2 separate regions of the Mus musculus genome follow, and region 2 is linked to region 1. Evidence: chromatin contacts called from public Hi-C data. All regions are on one chromosome and are shown on one strand. The core of a region is the stretch at or near the end of the contact, and the rest is flanking DNA. Distances in the headings are between cores, read along the strand shown. Region 1 overlaps Syt1 (synaptotagmin I). Region 2 has its middle 130 kb from the start of Syt1.

Region 1 (3,640 bases), core at 665-3,164:
CCAAATGCTTGCACTACTGTCTTACACTATTGTTTTCTTGCTTTCTTTTTCTGTACATGTGTATATGTATATCTGTTCCTATAAGTAAATATGCATAGATATAGTCTATTTTATAGTAGCTATAAATTGTTTACAATATGTAATTATAATCAAAATTCTATTTACAAAATTAAACAATATACAATATGTTTTAGGTATTAACAATTCTACAAAGAGTTAAGTTTTGTTTTTGAAAGATATGCACATAATATATAATGTCTACATCTATTATATATTATATATATTTGCCTACTATATTTTCAACCACTTGAATTTGCATTGAGAACTCAAAATTTCATAACATCTTAGTTTATTGTATATTTCTGTGTATTTTCTGGGATCTGGGTATATTCTTACATTGCAGAGAATAATAATCAGAGATGGGCATTATCTGACTGACACACAACCATTGCCTAATTGACAGTCCATGATTTAACTTCTTTGGCAGTAGCAATGATGTCCTTGGCAGCTAGTTGTTCTTCACAGCCCTGCCTTTGGTCTTGTACCTAATCTGGTCATGCAGTGTGTTGTTTGTTTGTTTGTTTGTTTGTTTGTTTGTTTGTTTATGTATATAAAAGCTTCCATACACATAGTCACTAATGACCTGGATAATGTCCTGTTTTCTAGCAATATCGGCTTGTTGCTTGTTGTTCCAAGAATACAAACATGAACCAGAAGAATTCTAACCAAATCCCTTAGGATTAGAAAAAAAAAATCTGTGCTAAGAGCATTACTACTCAGCCTTACAACTATGTCCTAGCCATGAGTTTTAGCATTTCCGTCAGATGTGGTGCAAGAGAGAAGGCTGAGAGTGTATCAAATTTTTACAGTTTTGACATGTAAAGATTTGGGCTAGGGCTTCTGCTATGAGTTCCTTGACTTAGATCTAAAGGGATGGCATTTGCATATAACCTCCATGCGAGATTGTATATTGTGCTCTAACTCCGACCCTACATGAGTATCTAACAGGATGCTATAGTAGTGAATGCTTAGGTAAGTATCTACATAAGAACAAAGACTTGACATATGTAAAAAAATAAAGTTTGCACTTAAATGTTTATTGTTGTCATTATTGAAAATAAGTATATTTTAAAAAGCTTTAGAGCTGCTGCTTTGAAATCCCCAGTATAATATGGATGGTTCTCTGCCTGCTTAAATAAAAGGCAAACAAGTGTTCCTGGTGTCTAAAGCATCGATGGTTTGGCTTATTTTGTACGTATTCATAAGCTCTATAAGTTATTGGATAGCTTGCTTTCTGTCTACAGCTACCAACAGCAATTGGGAAGTATCCTTTCCTCTTTGTCAAGCCTACATAGATGAAAACAGCCATAAAACCTCCTCAGTTTTATTGGCTTTGAGTGTATCTAATATTTTATAAAAATATATAAATATACCAAAACAGACATTATTTTTTGAGTTTTAAGCCAAGTCATATAACAAGCAAACCTGAATACAAGAAATTAGCTGAGTGGATTTAGTAGTTTGCTCTGCCTTACTTCTATCAACATGCAGATAAATGGTGAACACTCCACAGTAATAATGCAGCCTGTTTTTGTTTCATTTTCTCTGTGGATTAAAGAGAAGGCATTTATACATGAAAGAGACTGAAATTGCCTACCATAAAAATACTGTACACACCCACATTCAGAGCATGGGTTATGTATAAAACAGTCTTTTGTCCCCTACAGTGGAGCAAGCTTGCCCATTTATCCTTGTGACAGATATGCATATGAAACCAAAGCCCTGTAGAGAGCATAAGCCACCAAAGCTACTTAATCCTTTCACACTATCCCTTAGAGAAGCATGACCCTCTGTGAGTAACACTGTTAAGTGCGCGTAACGTCAAATCTTCTCTTGTATTTTAACAGAGTGCGTTTTTTCCTATCACACTTTCCAGTCCCTTATAAAGTGCTGCGCGTCACTGCAATTTTAACATGCATACACATAGAATCTTGTTTTAGGTTTCACATCAATAAAATGCGGCAGGGTATTAGGACGGTCTACTGAGATTTTACATAAAGTGACTGTGGCTTGAAATCGTATGTTAAGAGTTGGCCAGGTAAATCTAAGTGATTTTTAACATCAACGTAGCTCATAAATTTTACTAGAAAACAGTTGTGTTTCAAGCAGAGATGAAATGAAAGCAGCCCTCGGAGACTAAACAGATGCAGGGAGTGTGGCTCGGAAGGTACAGCTGTCACTTCAGATCTGTTCCACTCAGCACCTCCATGAGCCAGGAGCGGGAGAGGCTGTCACCATGATATTTGCATCGTTCCATTGAGCAGACAAGGATGCTTATGGGGAACCTATTTTTAAATGTTTTGTTGTTTCTTGGTTTTGAACATCCACATTCTGAGAACTAAAACTGATGAGAACTTGGAGTGGAATGTACTTATGCCTTGTACCATTAACATTTCAGTTATGGGCTCCTCGCTTGTCAAACCAAGTCAGAAATTCTTGATTAAATTATTTAGTGCATGAAGGCAGTCCTGATATTGACACTTGGAAAGAAAGGACTTTAAATTCTCATTCTCTGAGACTAAATTGAGTGCAGTATATTTAATATACTAATGTGTACTTCCTTTTATTCTAATATTTTACGGGTTTATATATCTGGATATATGTGCATTTATAGATATAGCCAATGTGCTGTAATAGGATTAGGTGATTTCTAAATCCACTATTAAGGTCTGAAAAATAGAAAAATAGTTATAATATATAGTAGAATTTCTAGCTCCAGGGAAAAATGTAAGATTTCAGGTCAAACTTTCTTACTTTCATTTTTAAAACACTCTATGAGGAGCATAATATTCTAACTTATGTTTTACAGAATGACTATGTAAATTATCCACATCATACTGGTCAAACTCTCAAATTGTTTAAAGTTCTATTTTCTCTTGCACTACATTGTACATACAAAATATTCATGATGATGCCATGTTTTATACTTAGATGGACATATTGCAGGAATCTAAATTAGAAATACTAATAAAGCTAACGTCCTATTTAAGATGGTCTCAAGTAATTTTATGTACTCTTTTTCTTTTAGATTGAAGAAAGGAGATTCCAAAAGGAACAAAAAAACCCAAATACTCCAGACTACCCCAGCAGAACAGTAAGTGCTTTAGTGTCAAAATAATTACATGAGACCTTCTGCACAATTAGATCATCTTTTGCACAAATATTTACCTTCCTAATTTTTAGGATTAGAAAACAGAGTAGCAAGTAAGTGGTGCCTTCTGAAACTCAATTTCGATTCACTGGAGTCCACTGGAACCGTTTAACCTATAATCCTCTTAGATAAATGGGCAGGTAATCTGTGTGATACATCTCTGGTGCTGAAATATTTAGGTTGACTCAATATATTTTGAGTAACATTGAATCATTCCAAAGGGGAGGAACTGGGAAACTCTAATAAGCAGAAATGATTAGTTTACTTTTATGTGGTACAAATGTATTCATTTTAGAAAAATGTAGAAGGTTAATATGGTTGGCTTATTTACTATCATTAAACAGAATTACGTAAAACGATAAAATAAAAAGCTTCAAAATTTTTAGTTTACTCTCATTCAATTTCTTCCCAGTTTTCTCAAGACTTAAC
Region 2 (3,640 bases), core at 331-2,830, 300 kb before region 1:
GCCTTCAGAAATAGAATAATTTAATTCTACAAAGGTTCCAGTCTGCTTAGCTTCCTTCTTTTCCAAAGTAAAGAGGTGAAGTCAGTCCAAAATGCCTTCACGTTCTCATTTCCAGTTTATAATAAACTTATTTGCACAAAATGTTGCTCTTTCCCCTTAAGCCTTTTTATTAGTTAGACATCATTTTTATAGCTGCTGATGCAAATAGCAAGGAATATTGAATGAACTACATTAAACACAGTGAATGTTTGATGAGATTTTTCTCTTGTGCTCCTCTCTACAGACATTAATGTTCCACTAGAGTTATGGAGTGATTTGTTTAAAAAAAAAAAAAGGAATAATATGGCTGAATTAGATCCTAGACATTTTACATAAATAATCTTCCTAATTTATTGTTTTTAAAATATAATATGCACATGCTTTATTTTATCAGTTAAAAATGAAAAAACTCTAAAGCACAAAGAAAAAAATTATGCCAAAAATTGTATAGACAATTTCTAAAGTAAAATTCAAGAATTCCTGTAGCCATACTTCCCTTGTTAGTTTTCTACCAAACAGTCTGGGAGAATTTAAATAGATACCTTCTAAATATCGTGAGAAAGGGGGATGATAGAAACTTTTATATGAGGAGTCAGAAGCACTGGTCAAGTCATGTAGAAGAAAAATGTGATGTAGGGAACTGTTGGTGTTAGGGGCAAGATGAAAGTTGTAGGGATGGAGAAAGGGAGGGAGAGAGTGTGAGAGATAAAGGAAGAAGAGAGAAGAGTTGGAGAAGGAAAGAAAGAGGGAGGAGGAAGGGAAGGAGGGAGGGAGGTGATAAAGGATAAAGGAAGGAGAGATGGAGAAGGGAAGAGAGAGGGAAGGAGGGAGAGGGGGAAGGAGGGAAGGAGGGAGGGAGGGAGGGGTGAAGGATAAAGGAGGACGAGATGGAGAATGGAAGGGAGAGGGAAGGAGGGAGGGAGGGAAGGAGGGAAGAATAAGGGAGGAAGAGATGGAGAAGGGAAGATAGAGAGGGAGGGGTGAAGGATAAAGGAGGAAGAGATGGAGAAGGGGAGGGAGAGGAAGGAAGGGAGGGAGGGTGAGAGGTCCCTGTGTGGGGACTGAAGCTGGATTCAGAGTAACCAGGGAACCAAGAAAGTGAAGAGGGAAGAAAGCATATTTGGGAGCTGCTCAAGATCTACAGAGAGCAAAGCTATCTAACAAAGGAAGACTTGTAAAATGAACTTCAGAAAGTCCCTTTTTACTGTGTTTTAAAAGCTGAAACGGTACTTTGATTTTTCTAAGTTGCAACTTCCTTTAATGCACTTTACTTTGAGTCTGGGCTTTGTGGGCTCTTAATTTATGTTATAATGAAAGATCTGTGTGGTTGCTAAAATGAAGGTTCCATTCTAGCAGTTCCTGCATAAGTCCTCCTGTCTTCCTGACTCTTTTCTGTTTACAACATAACAAGGCCATAGAAAAATATAAAATGCTACCTTAGATTCCATCCAGATGTCAACAGTTCTGCACCATAGGCAGTGAGGCAAATATTGAATGACCACTCAGCATTGCAGCTAAAGGGAAGAATCCAGAATCTCACACTGAGTTAAGCAATGCCATTTAGGCAACTGAAAGTGAAAGTAAGAATGTCAGCTCCTCTGGACTACTTGGATGCATCCACGTCTGAAACACAGGTTTCTCTCCTTCCCTTAACACCACCTTCAGACATCTATCCCTGCAGAGTTACTCCTATTTCTAAATTTTCAGATGCTTATCATTTATTAATTTTTTAAAATAAAAATCCCTTCACTTTGCTCATCTATCCCCTTAATGGACACCTGCTTTGAACTAACTTGCCTCATATACTCTTACCCTACTCCCATGCTGCAGGACAAGGTGGTAATGTCCTGTGTTTACCTACAGAATATAAAAATGACAACAGATCTTTGAGTCTCTCCCTACCACCAGACTACCTCCTACATTACCTCAGGGAAACTGTCAGTGCCTCAGCTGAGGAAGCTGTGTCCTATTTTAAAGCTAGAATTATAAAATAGCTATGAAGAGCTTCCTTCTCTTCAAATCAAACTGTCTCCCTGGACTGGAGTCTGAAATTCGAACAGAGGTATGCAGTTGAAAAGCAAAATGTAGACAGTTAAATGTCCTCATCAAATTAAGAACTACATGATGATGAGAAATATTTGGGTCAGATATATTCTTGCTGTTGAATGATCTCGTTCATTGTGTCAAAGAGCAAATTGTATAATCTCCCTCCTCCCCATCTTTGGAAGCTACCACAGGGTACTAGTAAGTCAACTCTTATATAACACACATACACACACACACACAGAGCGAGAGAGGGAGAGAGAGAGAGAGAGAGAGAGAGAGAGAGAAGAGAGAGAGAGAGAGAGAGAAGAGAGAGAGAGGGAGAGAATGTCAATAAATTAACAGTCATGAAAAAGCTGCATAGTTAGCAGAAGATGGCCTAGTCAGCCATCACTGGGAAGAGAGGCCCCTTGTTATTGCAAACTTTATATGCCCCAGTACAGAGGAATGCCAGGGCCAAGAAGCAGGAGTGGGTGGGTAGGGGAACAGGGCAGGGGGGAAGGTATAGGGAACGTTCAGGATAGCATTTGAAATGAATATAAAGAAAATATCTAATAAAAAGAAAGAAATATATAAGCTATGGAAATCCACTTCCCCTTTTTATTGAAAATATTTTTTTCTCATATACTATGTGCTCATTCGTTTCTCCTCCCTCTACCCCTCCTAATTTCTTCTACTCCCTTCACCTCTACTCCCTTTCTGTCTCTCATTATAAAAGAACAGGCTTATTAGACATGACAACAAAACATAACAAAATAAAGTATAATAAGACAAAAGTCATTTTTTCTTTTCTTTTATTGATATTTTATTTATTTACATTTTAAATGTTATCTCCTTTCCTGATTTCCCCTGGAAGCCCCCTCATACCATTCCCCCTCCCCCTGCTTCTATGAAGGTGTTCCTCCACCCACTCACCCATTCCAGCCTTCCTGCCCTGGCATTCCCCTACACTGGGGCATCAAGCCTTCACAGGACCAAGGGCCTCTCCTCCCATTGGTGCCCAACAAGGCAATCCTATGCTACATATGTGGTTAATACAACCAATATTAATTGCTCATTGAAAAATACTCAAAATATATATCCAACCAATTTAGGACAGATAATTACTTAGACATTTGATATGTCTCAGGAGGATAATATAAGTTAAAGCTTTCTATACTACTTTTAGAGCCATAACTGGTTCAATATGCAAATTTAAAATGCTAAATTTATATTTAAACATATCTTATAGAAGAAAAAAATATAAAAATATCTTTGAGAGTTTCATATGTCACAATAAAATATAAACACAATTTATATTGATTTCAGAACAGGCAAAGCTCACTAACTTTACTGTAACAAGAAATCCAACTATGTTTAAAGCTATAATTGGCTTCATTTATTTGATGGTTTTTAAGGTGTTTAGCTCAGAAGCACCATTAAAACTAATTTTTCTTGAAGCACTCTTCCCATAAGTTGTTTGAGAATTTTCCAGTTGTCAAAAGTGAAAACCAGGTTTTACGGAAGTCCAGTAGTGTTGCCCATGAGAAGTTTGAGCAATGCCTTTCCTGCCTGTCCC

The links. Hi-C and Micro-C count contacts between places; a contact is called where the count stands out from the background.
Region 2: a Hi-C map of the N1E-115 cell line shows a contact between it and region 1, with 3 times the contacts expected there. The contact joins two enhancer-like sites. A contact is called at or near these places in 2 of 484 Hi-C or Micro-C datasets (the N1E-115 cell line and cortical neurons).

The regions. Positions count from the first base shown.
Region 1 is chr10:108,830,620-108,834,259 of GRCm38.p6, reverse strand. Syt1 (synaptotagmin I) reads left to right here. Exons shown (of 11, transcript NM_009306.3): 3 at 3,089-3,154. Among named protein-coding and RNA genes, the nearest start is that of Gm5136, 130 kb to the right of the region's middle. Within about 2 kb of position 1,914, at least 14 of the 459 cell types and tissues checked have an H3K27ac peak or open chromatin away from gene starts, as enhancers often do. A contact at or near this core is called in the N1E-115 cell line, where this site is marked.
Region 2 is chr10:109,135,266-109,138,905 of GRCm38.p6, reverse strand. No RefSeq gene overlaps it. Among named protein-coding and RNA genes, the nearest start is that of Syt1, 130 kb to the right of the region's middle. Within about 2 kb of position 1,580, at least 52 of the 459 cell types and tissues checked have an H3K27ac peak or open chromatin away from gene starts, as enhancers often do. A contact at or near this core is called in the N1E-115 cell line, where this site is marked.